Linked DNA regions of Mus musculus: all the other regions are linked to region 2. Evidence: chromatin contacts called from public ChIA-PET, HiChIP or PLAC-seq and promoter capture Hi-C data. All regions are on one chromosome and are shown on one strand. Each heading gives the region's core, a stretch centred on a gene start, on an enhancer-like site or on the middle of the called end of the contact. The rest is flanking DNA. Distances are from core to core; before and after follow the strand shown. Region 1 overlaps Egfl6 (EGF-like-domain, multiple 6). Region 2 holds the start of Prps2 (phosphoribosyl pyrophosphate synthetase 2). Region 3 holds the start of Frmpd4 (FERM and PDZ domain containing 4). Region 4 holds the start of Ofd1 (OFD1, centriole and centriolar satellite protein).

Evidence for each region. Promoter capture Hi-C pulls out the DNA fragments that hold promoters and counts their contacts. ChIA-PET counts read pairs in DNA pulled down with a chosen protein or histone mark. HiChIP or PLAC-seq counts read pairs in DNA pulled down with a chosen protein or histone mark.
Region 1: an H3K4me3 HiChIP or PLAC-seq map of embryonic stem cells shows a contact between it and region 2, with 16 times the contacts expected there. The contact joins the enhancer-like site here to the promoter of Prps2 in region 2. A contact is called at or near these places in 5 of 39 promoter capture datasets (the C10 cell line, the HPC-7 cell line, liver and 1 more), 2 of 115 datasets of contacts at active chromatin or transcription factors (embryonic stem cells and stem cell-derived neural progenitor cells) and 1 of 9 other capture datasets (embryonic stem cells).
Region 3: a contact with region 2 is called in a promoter capture Hi-C map of hippocampal neurons, with 6 times the contacts expected there. The contact joins the promoter of Frmpd4 here to the promoter of Prps2 in region 2. A contact is called at or near these places in 2 of 39 promoter capture datasets (the 3T3-L1 cell line and hippocampal neurons).
Region 4: a contact with region 2 is called in an RNA polymerase II ChIA-PET map of memory CD8 T cells, with 18 read pairs. The contact joins the promoter of Ofd1 here to the promoter of Prps2 in region 2. A contact is called at or near these places in 4 of 39 promoter capture datasets (HPC-7-derived erythroid cells, hematopoietic stem and progenitor cells, neutrophils and 1 more), 1 of 484 Hi-C or Micro-C datasets (B cells), 2 of 115 datasets of contacts at active chromatin or transcription factors (embryonic stem cells and memory CD8 T cells) and 2 of 9 other capture datasets (adipose tissue and liver).

Annotation. Positions count from the first base shown.
Region 1 is chrX:166,530,522-166,533,695 of GRCm38.p6, forward strand. Egfl6 (EGF-like-domain, multiple 6) reads right to left here. Exons shown (of 12, transcript NM_019397.3): 10 at 1,451-1,552. Among named protein-coding and RNA genes, the nearest start is that of Tceanc, 22 kb to the left of the region's middle. Within about 2 kb of position 1,355, at least 9 of the 459 cell types and tissues checked have an H3K27ac peak or open chromatin away from gene starts, as enhancers often do. A contact at or near this core is called in embryonic stem cells, where this site is marked.
Region 2 is chrX:167,381,390-167,384,546 of GRCm38.p6, forward strand. Prps2 (phosphoribosyl pyrophosphate synthetase 2) reads right to left here and starts at 1,360. Exons shown (of 7, transcript NM_026662.5): 1 at 1,081-1,360. The coding sequence starts at 1,202.
Region 3 is chrX:168,121,623-168,124,746 of GRCm38.p6, forward strand. It overlaps Frmpd4 (FERM and PDZ domain containing 4), which reads right to left and starts at 1,319. Exons shown (of 17, transcript NM_001368936.1): 1 at 1,164-1,319. The coding sequence starts at 1,204.
Region 4 is chrX:166,438,975-166,442,351 of GRCm38.p6, forward strand. Ofd1 (OFD1, centriole and centriolar satellite protein) reads right to left here and starts at 1,730. Exons shown (of 23, transcript NM_177429.3): 1 at 1,306-1,730; 2 at 1,055-1,153. The coding sequence starts at 1,320. It overlaps Trappc2 (trafficking protein particle complex 2), which reads left to right and starts at 1,781. Exons shown (of 5, transcript NM_025432.4): 1 at 1,781-1,865.

The DNA of each region.
Region 1 (3,174 bases), core at 105-2,604, 850 kb before region 2:
ATTCATACTAAGAAGTCTATTTATCTCAAATAAAGGCATCCTGTACTTTATCCAGTAAACCTCTCTTCTGTGAGCTCTTCAATCCCAGCTAAAGCCTGCTTTCAGCTTTCCTTGAGGGTTCATCCCTCCAACAATAGTAATGTATCCGATCTTTCTCATGTACATTTAGCTTTGTAGGGGAAGTCAAGACTATGCAGAGGCCTGGTGGAGCTGTTGGAAGGGAGAAGTTATGATGTGAGTACCCCAGAAACTGAGAACATAGGGGTTATTTGCAAATCGAGTGTTTGCAAACAGAAGACTTCTCATTGGTGGGAGAGTCAATGTAAGACAATGCTGACCAGGTGAGCTGTCATCAATCTGGGGGTCCCCAAGCACTATAGCTCTGGTAGCACCAATATCTACAATCCCATGATGAAAAAATAAAAAGGAGAATCTTGTGTTCATTTTCAAGACAGTTTCTCCAAAGATGCATTCCATCTTGTTAAACTTGTCCACTGCCCTTGAATCTTTAGTGATGGGCTCACTAGAATGACTAATGTGTGGGATATTTTCTTTTTACCCCAATTGCTAGCTCTAACAGGGGTTCTTGGTAGAGATCAAAGCTTCCTGACTGCTGGTGCAGGCTTGCAAGGAAATAACTTGGGAAGGAATTTATTCTAAGGAATATGTTTTAATTCAAGGCTGAGCCTGTATATCCCAAAGGAAATACAATTCTACTGGTGAGGACATGGCGTCTGGAGATGTATAGCAGTTGTTGCAGTTACGTAGCTGGTCTTCATGAGATCAGGATTCAATATGTGTTCCAGTGTCTGCAAGCCAAGTACTCCACGCAAGGGGGACCCAGGGCCCATCAACAAAGTTGAAACAGACACCACAAAAGCCAGGAAGTTTATGGCTCAGAACTAATGTTGAGAACAATCCAAGGCCAGGTGGTCAGAATGAATTCCTTGGATAATAGAAAGGATGAGAAAGTCTTGTGTTTAGATCATTACCTTTACACTCATAGTGATTTTGATCCTCATCGGAGAGATAACTCTACTATAGCTCCAGTGTAGATAGAGGTCTTATTACCTTTAAAAGATTTATTTTCTATCAAAAAAGTAAAATGAAAACTACAGAGGACTGTGGCTGGCAAGCTGGCACAAAGGGAGGTCTCAGAGACCCCCTCATCCCCCCACCTTCCTCTCCTTCCCATCTCCCTCTCTCAGAAAGAAGAGGGTACATATAAAAGAGGCACACTGGGACACATTTCCTGGGTCATGTGGGAAAGAGAAGGATGAGGAGGAAGTCGACGCTATACCAAGTTACTCATCCATCAGAGGCCACCCGAAGGTCGAAGGTTCCCAAAGATGGTAAACAACCATGACCTAAGCAGGAACAGGCATTAGCATCTAGTAAGTAGTAACAGCCTTCTCTACTCCCGGAACAAGCTGTAGTGAAATTTAAATACCATTGTCTCGATCAGCAGGATGCCAGTCAAAATCATCTTCTCTATCCTGTTTCCAATCACAGACCCCAAGATCAAAGCTGCAGTCAACTGAGATGTTTAAGTCTGCATAAAAAAAAAAAAGAAAGAAAGAAACGAAGAAAGAAAGAAAGAAAGAAAGAAAGAAAGAAAGAAAGAAAGAAAGAAAGAAAGATCAGCACCATTAAGAACATTACAACAGTAGCTAATTTGCAACTCTGGAAGGCAATGTCATGGGTTTAGGCGAGTAGAATATAGATCATATTAATTGGCAAGCTTGCAGGTGTAGATTAAACCAGATACACTATTTCTTTTTTTAGACTTTAAAACTTTATGTGTATGCATGTTTTGCCTGCAGGTACATTTGTGCACCATGTGTGTGCCTGGTGCCCATGGAGGAGAGGGCATTATTATCTCCTGGCACTGGAGTTACAGATGATTCTGAGCTACTGCGTGAATGGGAACAGAAGCCGGGACCTCTGCAAGAGCAGCACTTGCACTTAACCCACTGAGCCATCTCTCCACATAACCTATTTTTTGAGTCTATAAAGGCATGCTCAACAAATTCTGTTGTAATCTTTGAGAATAAAACCGTAGGGGCTAGAAAGATGGTTCCGCAAAGCAGGGAATGAAACAGGCTGTTTACAAAACTCAAGCCAGAGACTGAAAACAAAGCTCAGAAACAAGTGTTTGTGGGATGCTCAGCCATACATAGAACATCTAAGTCACACCCCTCTCTACAAGGTTCAGGTATTCCGTAATAGTGAGAGAAAGCAGACCAACACACACATCAAATCAGTATTTCCCCTGCCCTACAACATCTCCAAACCAGATAGTTATAGATAGCCCCTGTGCCCCTAAGGTAGTGGCTCTCAACGTTCCTGTCAGGACCCCTGGCTCCGCCAACCATAAAATCATTTTGTTGCTACTTTAGAACGATAAACTTGCTATTGTTATGAATCATAATGTACATAGCTGATATGCAGGATATCTGATATGTAACCCTGTGAGAGGTTGAGAACCACTTTTCTTAAGGCCTTCTGGAAGTATTCAAATGATCCAATCTTATGTGGTCTCTCCTGCCCCGTCCCCCTTGCCTTTATTCTTAGAGAAACCTTAAAGACCTTTGGCCTAGTTTTCCACTAGGTCCTCCCCTTGCTCAGAGTGTCCCCCTTCTCTTGGGAGTGTACATAATAAATCACAGTTTCAATGGCTTTGGCCTCATGTTGTCACCTAGTCACCTCCACTAGTGCAAATCCAATGGGCATTTCATGATTCCAATCAACACTCTTTGTTAGACATTTGCCAGGGGCATATTGGATCAAATAAGCTGACCTACTGACAGGTTTGAACATGTTTCATTTTGTTGTTGTTGTTATTTGTTATGGCACAATGGATGTGGAGTTCAGATGTATCAGAGGAATACGTGGGGACTCAGCCAGTGCAGGACTTGAACCAGTGTCTCAGGTTACCTTTACATATAGCAGAGGTCTGCAAGCTAGCACCTTGGCCTACTGTCTATTTCGTATGGTAGCATACCATTCCGCTTACTTAAATGGTATCTTATTCCCTTAAGCTACAAGGACAAAGGGACCCTTGAGCTACAGAGACCAGGTGGCTCCCAAGGCTTCACCTGTTTGCTCTCTGGCCCTTTCCACAGAAGAGTGTGCTGACTCATGAAGTAAGATAAGGGTGAGACTGCACTGTGA
Region 2 (3,157 bases), core at 110-2,609:
TCAGTTTTAGTTTTGACGTTTGTGTCTACAATCCGTTTCTAAGTTAACTTTTGTAAATACGGAGAATGACTTTTTTTTTTTCTGTAAAACTTGCGGAATGAATTCGTGCGCTACTAAATATAGAACGGTTATCTGTCACTGTGCACTGTATAGTTGGTTAACTGTGCTAAATAGAATTCGGGAAAAGAAATTGGCTTTGGGCAAGTAGGACAAGGAATCCCTAGTCTAAGCTGAGGAGAGCTTCCGCCTGCCTGGTGGCACCTTTTGCTAATGTGAGAAACCGGTGGAATTTTGAACAAACTGGGGTCTTGTTGCTGTGCGCAGCTAAGCTCCACAAACACAAAGAAGCTATTCGCAATGATAGATGCAACAAAGTTTAAAGGAAGGGTGCGAGCGCTCAACACGTGCGTCTCGCTTTCCCACGCTCTGCCTAACTCCCGCACAAACCCACCTTTCTGGATAAGGCAGCGCTTGGCCAGCCTGCTGCTCTGGAGAGTCACCTGAGCAGCTGGCAGTACTCTGATCGCCAGCGGCTGGAAGTGGCATTCGAAAGTTTCCCTGGGATAAACCCAGTGCCCAGGACCCGTGCAGAGCCTTTTCAACCATGCAGGATTCTGGGTTTCTGTCTGGCAGAGAGTTGGAAACTGGGGCGGGCGGATCCACCGATGTCTCCCCGCCCCCACCATTCCCGGCACCGAAGTGATGCCCACAGACTGCGCCCACTCTCCCAGACGCTCTGTAACTGCCCCGATTTTGTCCTTCCGGACTGAAGACACCAGGCGAGCCGGTGCAAAAGAGGGGCCTGGGGTGCCCAAGGGTCGACAGGTCGCCGATGTCCGGGTATTGGAGGCCCAGCCACCAGAAGGTTAACAGCCAGAGGATACGCGTAGAGACTCCAGGGTGACCCGGGTTGGGGGTGGGGGTTGGGGGTCCCTTGCTGAACTTCTTTCTCCCCTGGCGCAGCCGCCCTGGCTCTGCAGCCGCGTTGTTGCCGTCCCGCCCCGGAAGGGAGAGCATGACGCCCGCGGAGCTGGCCTGGGCATGCTTTGGCCCCTGCCTCAGCCCCAGCGAGGCTCCCACCTGGTCTCCTGGTTGCTAAACTTCTTGGTGACCACCTTGCCCAGCTCCAGGCCCAGGCGATCGGCCACGCGCTGCGACAGGTCCTGGTGAGAACTGCCGCTGAAGAGCACGATGTTAGGCATGGTGACCGGGGACTGAGGAGCGCGCTGGAGAAGGAGAAAGGGACTGCGATGCAGACTACTGCTACCGTTGCTGCGGCTGTTGCTGCTGCTGCTGCGGTGGCCTGGGCTGCTGGTGAAGCGGGAAAACGCAGCAGCAGGATCTAGGGGAGGGGAGGGCCGGGGGAGGAGCCAGAGGGAGGAGGAGCAGCTGAAGAGTCGCTGGAGGGTGCTGGGAGGCTGCTTCTGCCCACGCAGGCTGGGCATCTGGGTTTGAAGCTCTGGGTGGTCCCGAAGCACCCAAGTACAGTTGCTCCGTAGGGGAGCTCCAGGCTCCACATAGGACTTCCTGACTTGCCTTTAAATGGGGAGGTCAACCAACCAGATAAAGTGGGCACAGTGAGCCATTGCAGGAAAGGGCCATGTGGTGCCTCACAGCCAGGAGCAGCCTTTCAACCCGGAAGCTCAGAACCCAGAGGTGATACCTGGGCTTCAAGTGCACACCGTGTCTACATAGGCCAGACCCACACATCGGTTTGTATTTGCACACGGGAGTGAAGCATGTTTGCACTTGAAGTGGTGATATAGACTACGTTTGAAGATGGACTAAGAAAAGGGTTTCTCACCAACAAGAATTCTCTTTCTCTGTCATTTAATTTAGATGTATATTTTACAAAATTAGCTCAAATATTTTGTTTTCCAGTTTTTTCAACAAAAGCTGAAAATTTTGGTTTTTTTTTTTTTTCTTATTATATAAATGCCCACATTCTTTCTTGTCTTTTGCTTCTTGGTCCACAAAACCTGAACATGTTACCGTCTAGCTCCTAAATGTGTGTTGCTCTGTAAAGGAGTCATTGATGACAGCCACCATTTGACCCCTAAGCTTGGCCACAAGAGGAAAGCGTATTTTCAAGTGGTCAGTTGCCTCTCACCAATTCCTTCTGAGTCCTCGTTTTTATGTAGATAGGCTGGCTCTCAGGCTCTCTTCACAACTTCCTGTCCCTTGGATTCTCTAGAGTCAGACTCCCCCACCCCCCACCCCCACCCCTGCTGCGGCAACCAACCCCCCTCTCCCAGAGTCCTTTGCTTTCCCTGCCCTCAACCCCCACCTCAGCATTTCTGAAGTAGCTAATGCAGTGTCAGAGCCAATCGCCAATCGCTGGGCACAAAGCACACTTAAGGAAAGGAGATTCATCCTGAGCTCCTGGACGAGTGGAGCACTAGTGATCCTGACTTACATTTCTTAAAAGCTTTCAGAGACAGATTAACCTGGCCAGATAGTTGCTTGGGCTCTACCACTGTCTACTGAAATTTGGCTTGCCATATACAACAAAGACTACTTGCCCTTGAATTGTAGCCCACTCTAAAGGCACTTCTTGTGTGATTGGAGTTTGGGAGAGTATTTAGATTGACCGTATCTTTGGGGGATTTGCTTCTGGGCCCTTCCTTGAACTCTGCAAAGGTGTCAGCCTTTAATCTCAGCACTCTGGAGGCAGAGGCAGAGGCAGAGGCAGAGGCAGAGGCAGAGGCAGAGGCAGAGGCAGAGGCAGAGGCAGAGGCAGAGGCAGAGGCAGAGGCAGAGGCAGAGGCAGGCGGGTCTTTCAGTTGAAGGCTAGCTGGCCTGTTGAAACTGTGTCTCTCCAATCCCCTAAGGTTCCTCAAACCCAAGCAAATTGAATTTATGAAAGGGTTTCCTTTGAAACTCCACTGACTGCCCCAGTGGTTCTCCAAAGCGCTACTCCCATTGCATTTCTGTTCCTTTTCATTCTGCTGACAGAGATGTACATATCCTATTGTATTTCTTAAAAGAGCCAAGGTGATGATATAACTAATCTCATCACTTGGGAGGTTGAGGCTTGGGGACCAAGAATCCCAGGCCAGCCTATACTATATAGTGAGACTTTGTCTCAAAAACAACTGCAGCAGCAACAATCTACCTACAGTGGGTTTTAAGCTACACCCAGTATATGCTGCATAAA
Region 3 (3,124 bases), core at 69-2,568, 740 kb after region 2:
GGGATGGGCAGGGAAAACAAAGAGCTGCAGTTGTTGGCACTATCCAAACCTGAGGGCTGTGAGTGCCTCTGATAGGACTGGGCAAACCAAGTCAACATATTTTTCTGCCTCGGGTTTTTGAGATTGTTCATCTTTTTTATGCAATCAACACATTTTACTCTTATCCCATAGAATAAAGGAAAGTATAGCATGATACTTGATCTTAAAAAGTGCTTATCTGATAGGGGTTATTGCCCTAGACCTCCAAGACACAGGGTCTGCCAGAGTCTTGCAAAGAAGTAGGAAGACATAGTTTCCCAACACCTCTCCTGCCCACCTCTCTCAGTTATTGCCCCAAGCACAAGACCTGACTTGTTGTGTACAGTGAAGATTTTGGAAGCACAGCAGGGCAGGGAATAAATGAGTACTCTGACCAGATACTACTTAGGTAGCCACAAAGTGGCAGGCAATGTTACTATTCTCTTATCGACACTGCTGGGGAAAGGAATCTTCCTGATTTGATGATTCCGCTTTAGTTTCAATCATAACACAGCTACTTAGAAGCAAATTTCTAAATCTCCAAGGCTTTAGATTTATTTCCACAGTTACCCAAAGAATGGCTGAAAGCCTTTTTCTTCTACCTCCATGACTTTGCCATCTGGGTCCCTGCTGGAAACATCCGGGTCAACCTTCAAACTGACTTTTCCAGGGCATAGAGGACTAATTTAGGGGTAGGGAAAGGGGGTTTTTGGGTCCTTGCTGTTTGGAAATCAAGTACCTAAGCTCGAAATACTTCTGGTTTTCCCTAGTAAAATCGATTTCAACCATCATCTCTTGACCCTTAACATAGAGTGTGACCCCTAATCCCCACTGTGGCTTTTTCTGAGGGAAAACAAGCTGTGCTGAATATCTGGTGGGGGTGGTGGTGTCTGTGTGTCTGTGTCAGTGTGTGTGTGTGTGTGTGTGTGTGTGTGTGTGTGTGTGTGTGCTCTATTTTGGGGGCTATAAAACCCCATCAGAAAGGGAGAAATAAGTTGAAGGCAGCAGCCTCGGGTCCTTTTCTTTTGGTCCTACCTTAAGCCTGGCTGCTCTTTTAAGCTTTTGCTCTTTCCAGCCCCCAGAAAAATAAAGCACCAAGTTTCTGCGGAAGCCCTAGGTGCAAAGAAAACCCGCGCGGTCCCTACCTGGAAAGCTTTGGAATCTTCACAAAGCTGAAGACATCCATGTAGGCAGCTTGGGGACCCCAGAGCCTGGAGGCTCCGTTGCCCCTTCTCACACCAGCAAAGGCAGCCTCAGCAGCCCCATGGCCAGGACCTCAGTGCGCCTGGGGTTTGAGTGGCAGCAGCGGGTGGTGGCGGAGACCCAGGAGGGCCAGTACCTGGAGGCGGCGGCTGCTACCCCCCTCCGGCCGTGAGCTGCGTGTGCATCCCCAAGCAGGACCATTGATGGGCGCCCGCTTCGGGAAAACTCAATGGAGAAGGAGCCAGGCTGGGCACAAGGAGCGGGGGCGGGGAGCACGGCCCGGGTCCTGCGCCCCGCCCTGAGAGCTTTGGCTCTAAGGACCGCCAGGCGCCCTGAGGACCAGAGGCTAGGGTGAGGGGTGCTGCTCCTGCTTCCCAGCCTTTGGGGCCCAGGGTCCCACGCACCGAAGATCGCAGACTGAACCAGGAGGCGGCGGGCAAGCTTGGCACACGCGCACGCACCCCTCACAGCACTGCAGCTGCCTCCCTGCCTCCTTCCCCGAGTCCCTTTCTCGCCTCCCTACCCCCACCCGCCCAGGGGGAGGGGGCACTCTCCTGTCACCCGCTCCGGGAGCCTCCAGATCCTTTAGATCTGCTCCAACAGTCCTTAGCGTGCTGCAGGACCGCGACACACTACCTCCAGCCTCCAAAAACCATAGGGAGAGCAATGCAACCGCAGGCGGCCCTAGGCTTCCGTAAACAGAACTAGGGATGGGAAGAAGCGACGGGATCGTTTGTCAGGGGAAGGGAAGGGAGATACCCAGCGGAGTGGGCTCAGTTTTGAGAGCTCAAGAGTTCCCTCTGCTTTCCCTGAACCACTGGAGCGAGACGTGGCTGTTGGGATAACTGGAAAGGTGTGTTCTTTGGACAGCAGCACCACAGCAGCGTTGGTGAAATAAGCACAGGATGAATTTGCGGGGTGCAGGGATAAACACAGCTGCTCCTTACTAGAGGAAAAGAGAACTCGGGGTCCCAGGAGCTGGGGTGGGGGCGGGGTGCAGCGCTAATTAGGAGGGGCTGAGGATGACAGGGAAGAGAAGGGTTGCTAGCTAGGTCTGGCGGGCGGAGCAAGCTGCCTTTTCAAATTGAGGGTGGGCAAAACCGTAAAGGGGAGGGGGAGAGAAACCTTGCGAGAAGCACAAACCAAACACTGAACACTCACCTTAGACAGAGTAAACTCCAAGTTGCAGCCATTTAGAACTCCTAGGCTTTCTTCTTTTTTTTTTACATAATTACCTTGGAGAATCACGCCTGTTCCTTAACTCACTGCTAGCTTTCCTTGAGGCTTGGGCTTCTCTCGGGGCTTCACCTTTTTTCTTCTTTCTCTCAGAGTCTTAAGGAGTCTTCTCTCAGACTCTTCAGGATCTCTCCCCAGAGTCAGTGAAGGTCAGCTGGCTTCACTGGAGTGCTTACCCCACCGCAGACAGCTCTCACCTGGCGACAGGGCAACCGCAAAGAGCCAATGCCTCCCGCGAAAGATTGGAGGCTCTGGCTTGGAGGCTCCAGCTAGCCAGTGCGTGTCTCTCTCTCTCTCTCTCTCTCTCTCTCTCTCTCTCTCTCTCTCCAAGGGATTAAGGAAGAGGAAATAGGTTTAAACTTCCCAGACTTCTGCTTTTGCTGTTATATTTAAAGTCTTTCAGTATTCAGACCCGGGACTTCCATGTTATTTTTAAGGCATTTCTCTCCAAATTAAACATAAAATCAGTAACAATCTGCACAATCTAGATGAAATAACACTCAGGCATAAATTACAGATTTTCTTTTGAATAGGCAGGGAAATTTTTCCTTTAGCTTCTTATACTGAAGCCTAGTTTAATGTAAATTCTGTAACTTCTGGAGCCCAGGAGGCCAAAAGGACATTGGCTTTAGAATACCCTATTGTTTGAATAAGGTAATTATAATTT
Region 4 (3,377 bases), core at 480-2,979, 940 kb before region 2:
GGCCCTGGCCTAACACCCCAGTACTCAGGAAGGAAGCAGAACCCTGCAAACTGGCCCAAGCATGCTCAGGCCTTTTTCCTCAGACAGGGGAGTTCTCTATACTAGGCAGAAAATGACAGGTACAACAAATAGATGAGGTGGAGACCTAGGTAGAAGCCTCAGTCAATAGGAGGCAGCGACCTCCATGACCTCTGACTGACCAGGAGGAATCTGCTGCCACTGAAAATAAGGATTTCAGGCAACCTGAGGAAACAGGAAAAGGATCCTCATATAATCTAAATTTTAAAATGATATACACGCCTAACAGCAGTTTGTAGTTATAATATATGATTTTTCTCTCTTCTGCCTTTCTGTATTTTCCGGACAAGTCTTAAATATTTGTATGTAGTAAAACAAGAGTGGGAAAAATTGGGCTCACCTTTCCTTAATTTCCAATTCTATATGTAAAATATAGTCTAAAAGGTATATTGTAAGGAAACACATTGAACTAACTCCATCCCTTGCTGCTACCCAAACTTAAGATGTTCTAATAAACAGTTGCTATTCATTTAAAATATCCACACTCTAAAATATCTTATGTGTACTTACTATTACTGACACAGGGTATCACTATGAAGTCTTGGCTGACCTGGAACTGGCTATTTGGCCCAGCTACCCTCACAAGAGATGTGCCTTCCTCTGCTTCCGAAGAACTGGGATAAAGGCGTGTGACAAGACACCTGGTACCATTCCACTATAGATTTTTTTCTAGGGAGTATCATGAAACAGACTGGGCTTCATTTTGTTGTTCTCAGACATGTAGACCACAGTACTCTGCTCACATTACCCTCTGCAGTCCGTTCCTCGCAAGTCCCCCTCCTGCTCACTACATAGACGTAGCATGATCAAAGCGAGACTGGGAACAAGATTTGTAACAGCAGCTTAGTTTTATGGCAATGTGTTCATTATACAGGTTATGTGCTACCTTAATGAATGAATTTAAATGTGGAGCCACCTGCGGTTAAAGGTTACACTTGTGGAAGTATAACGACACGATTGTGCCTAAATCTGATACCTGAAGTGTGTCCAGTACACCCCGATCCTTAAACGTCTGGTATAGCTTTTTGCGCAGTTCATCTTGACTCAACACATCAGACTTGTGGGGCATGTTGGACTGAAAAGAGAAAATGATGGGTTACCTAGTGTCAACGTGGACCTGAATTTCAGAAATCAGTGACCTCACCGGAAGCCCTAAGATGCTTAACGGACATCAAAACAAAGAGATGTCCAATCGGAAAAACCCTGGAAAGTGGCAGGTGGAACTACCTGAGCCATCCTCATCTGCTTTCCTCCCGAGCTCGCCCCTCCACGGTCGGACTCCTCGGCCCGGGCCGGGGCGCAGGAGGAGAGGGAGCCCTTGACCTCGGAATCCAGCTTGTCTCTGGGGACCTAGGGGAGCAAGAGAGCTAAACATTCAGCCCCTAACTCGTCAAGCAGCCGCGCTTCCTCCCACGGTATGGGAAGGGTGGGCGGGTCCGCGAGCCAGGAGGGACTCTGGACGGAATAAAGACGGAAACGACAAGCGAGGGCCCCGAAGCGGCCGCTCAGTCGGCAGTTTTCCCTGCTCCGTAGCTCATCCCTACACTGCCCGCCGCCCGCCGCCTGCTCCGCCCGCTCCGGCCGCTCGGCCCGCTCGGCCGGCTCAGCCTAACCGCCCAGGCTTTGGCCCTCCGTGACGCCTGCGCGCTCTTAGGCGAGCAGTCCCGGCCACGTCTCGCGAGAGCATAGCCTCAGATCTCGCGAGAGTGATTTTGGGACTCCCAGGCTGAGGCTCCCGAGCGCAGATTAAAGAGGCGGCCGGTTCTCATCTCGGCTCCTCCCTACAGGTGAGCTCTGGAGGGAAGCAGGCGGCGGGCGTTCCGGGTCCGCGGGGGCATCCAGGCCTCCCGTGATGCGAACAGTGGTCTTCTACCTCTACCCAGCCCTGACTCGGGACAGCACGCCCAGCCCCCCGGCGCCGAGTAATCCCCGTTCTCCTAGTTGGTATAGCCTCCGTGTCCCCTTGGAGGGGACCTCCGCGCACTGGGACGGAGGCTTGGCGTTCTCCAGGTCGCTAACGCAGTGCATCTTCATTGCAATGCCATTGCCCTTTGCAGCCGGTTTACTGTAGAAAGCGGTCTCGGGCATCGTAGGTTGACCGCATCCTTGGTCAGTTTCCATTAAATGCCAGTGGTACCCTACCTCGCCCTCCAGACTTTGACAGATGCTCTCAAAGAGGGCAAAAGCGCATCTCCTTGAGAAGCACGGAGCTTCATTTTATAGAAAAGCCCCACTAGTTTTGCTGATCTGTGGGGCAAGTTGAATTTACAGCTGTCAGGAGCAAGTTTCTGAAAGGTTCCTCCATAGAGAGATTTGCTATAAATATGGACGGCTTTGAACTGGGGTGCATGCGTTTTATCTTGTGTTTGCCTGTTAACTAAAATGTTTAACTTGTAAGGATTTCTAAATTCATCCTGCTCTTGCACTAGTAGTCTTCCACCATTGCACCATATGAATTTTTAGCTTCCTGGTAACTTCAGATGTCAGCCCTGGGCTTGGCCTTTACAGCAGTTTAGAATAAGCCTGTCAAGTCTAGAGTTAAAAAAAAATACTTGATCTTGTGTATGTACTGCACTCCCTCAAACCCATACCAGACATGAATAATTGATCATAGCCATTCGACCACACTGTTTCTCAGCACCAACTCCTGACAGCCATACCAGACATGAATAATTAATTGATCACAGCCTTTCACTGCTGACCACACAGTTTCTCAGCACCAGCTCCTGGCAGCCATACCAGCAAAGCAGATTTTGCTCATAAGGAACCACGAGCTATCCCTAGTCAAATCCCTTTCCTACTAGACATTATATTTCAAGAATATACTAAACACCCACCACAGAACACTTCATCCTCACTTAGCTTAAAACACCCTCGACTGGCTCCTTCAGTTGCTCTTATTTTGTTTTGTTTTCAGACCATTCATTGTCTAAGTCCCCACCCACCCCCCTGCTCCCAACATATTGTTTAAAGGTATCCATCATTTGAAATTATGATTTCCAGAACTAAGTATTTTCACAGGAGATGTAATGAGGATGACAGCAGCACTTTCCACACCTTGTTTGGGCACTGTCTTCACTCAGTTTTTGGTTGTTTTGTACTTTTAGATTTATTTTAGAGGTGTGTGTGTGTGTGTGTGTGTGTGTGTGTGTAATGAGTACAGGTACCCACAGAGTCCAGAAGAAGGCATTAGATCCCATAGAGCTGGAGTTACAAGCAATTGTGAGCTGCCTGATGTAGGAGCTGGGATTGAACTTGTGTCCTCTGCAAGAGCAGTATGTTCTCTTAACTGCTGCACA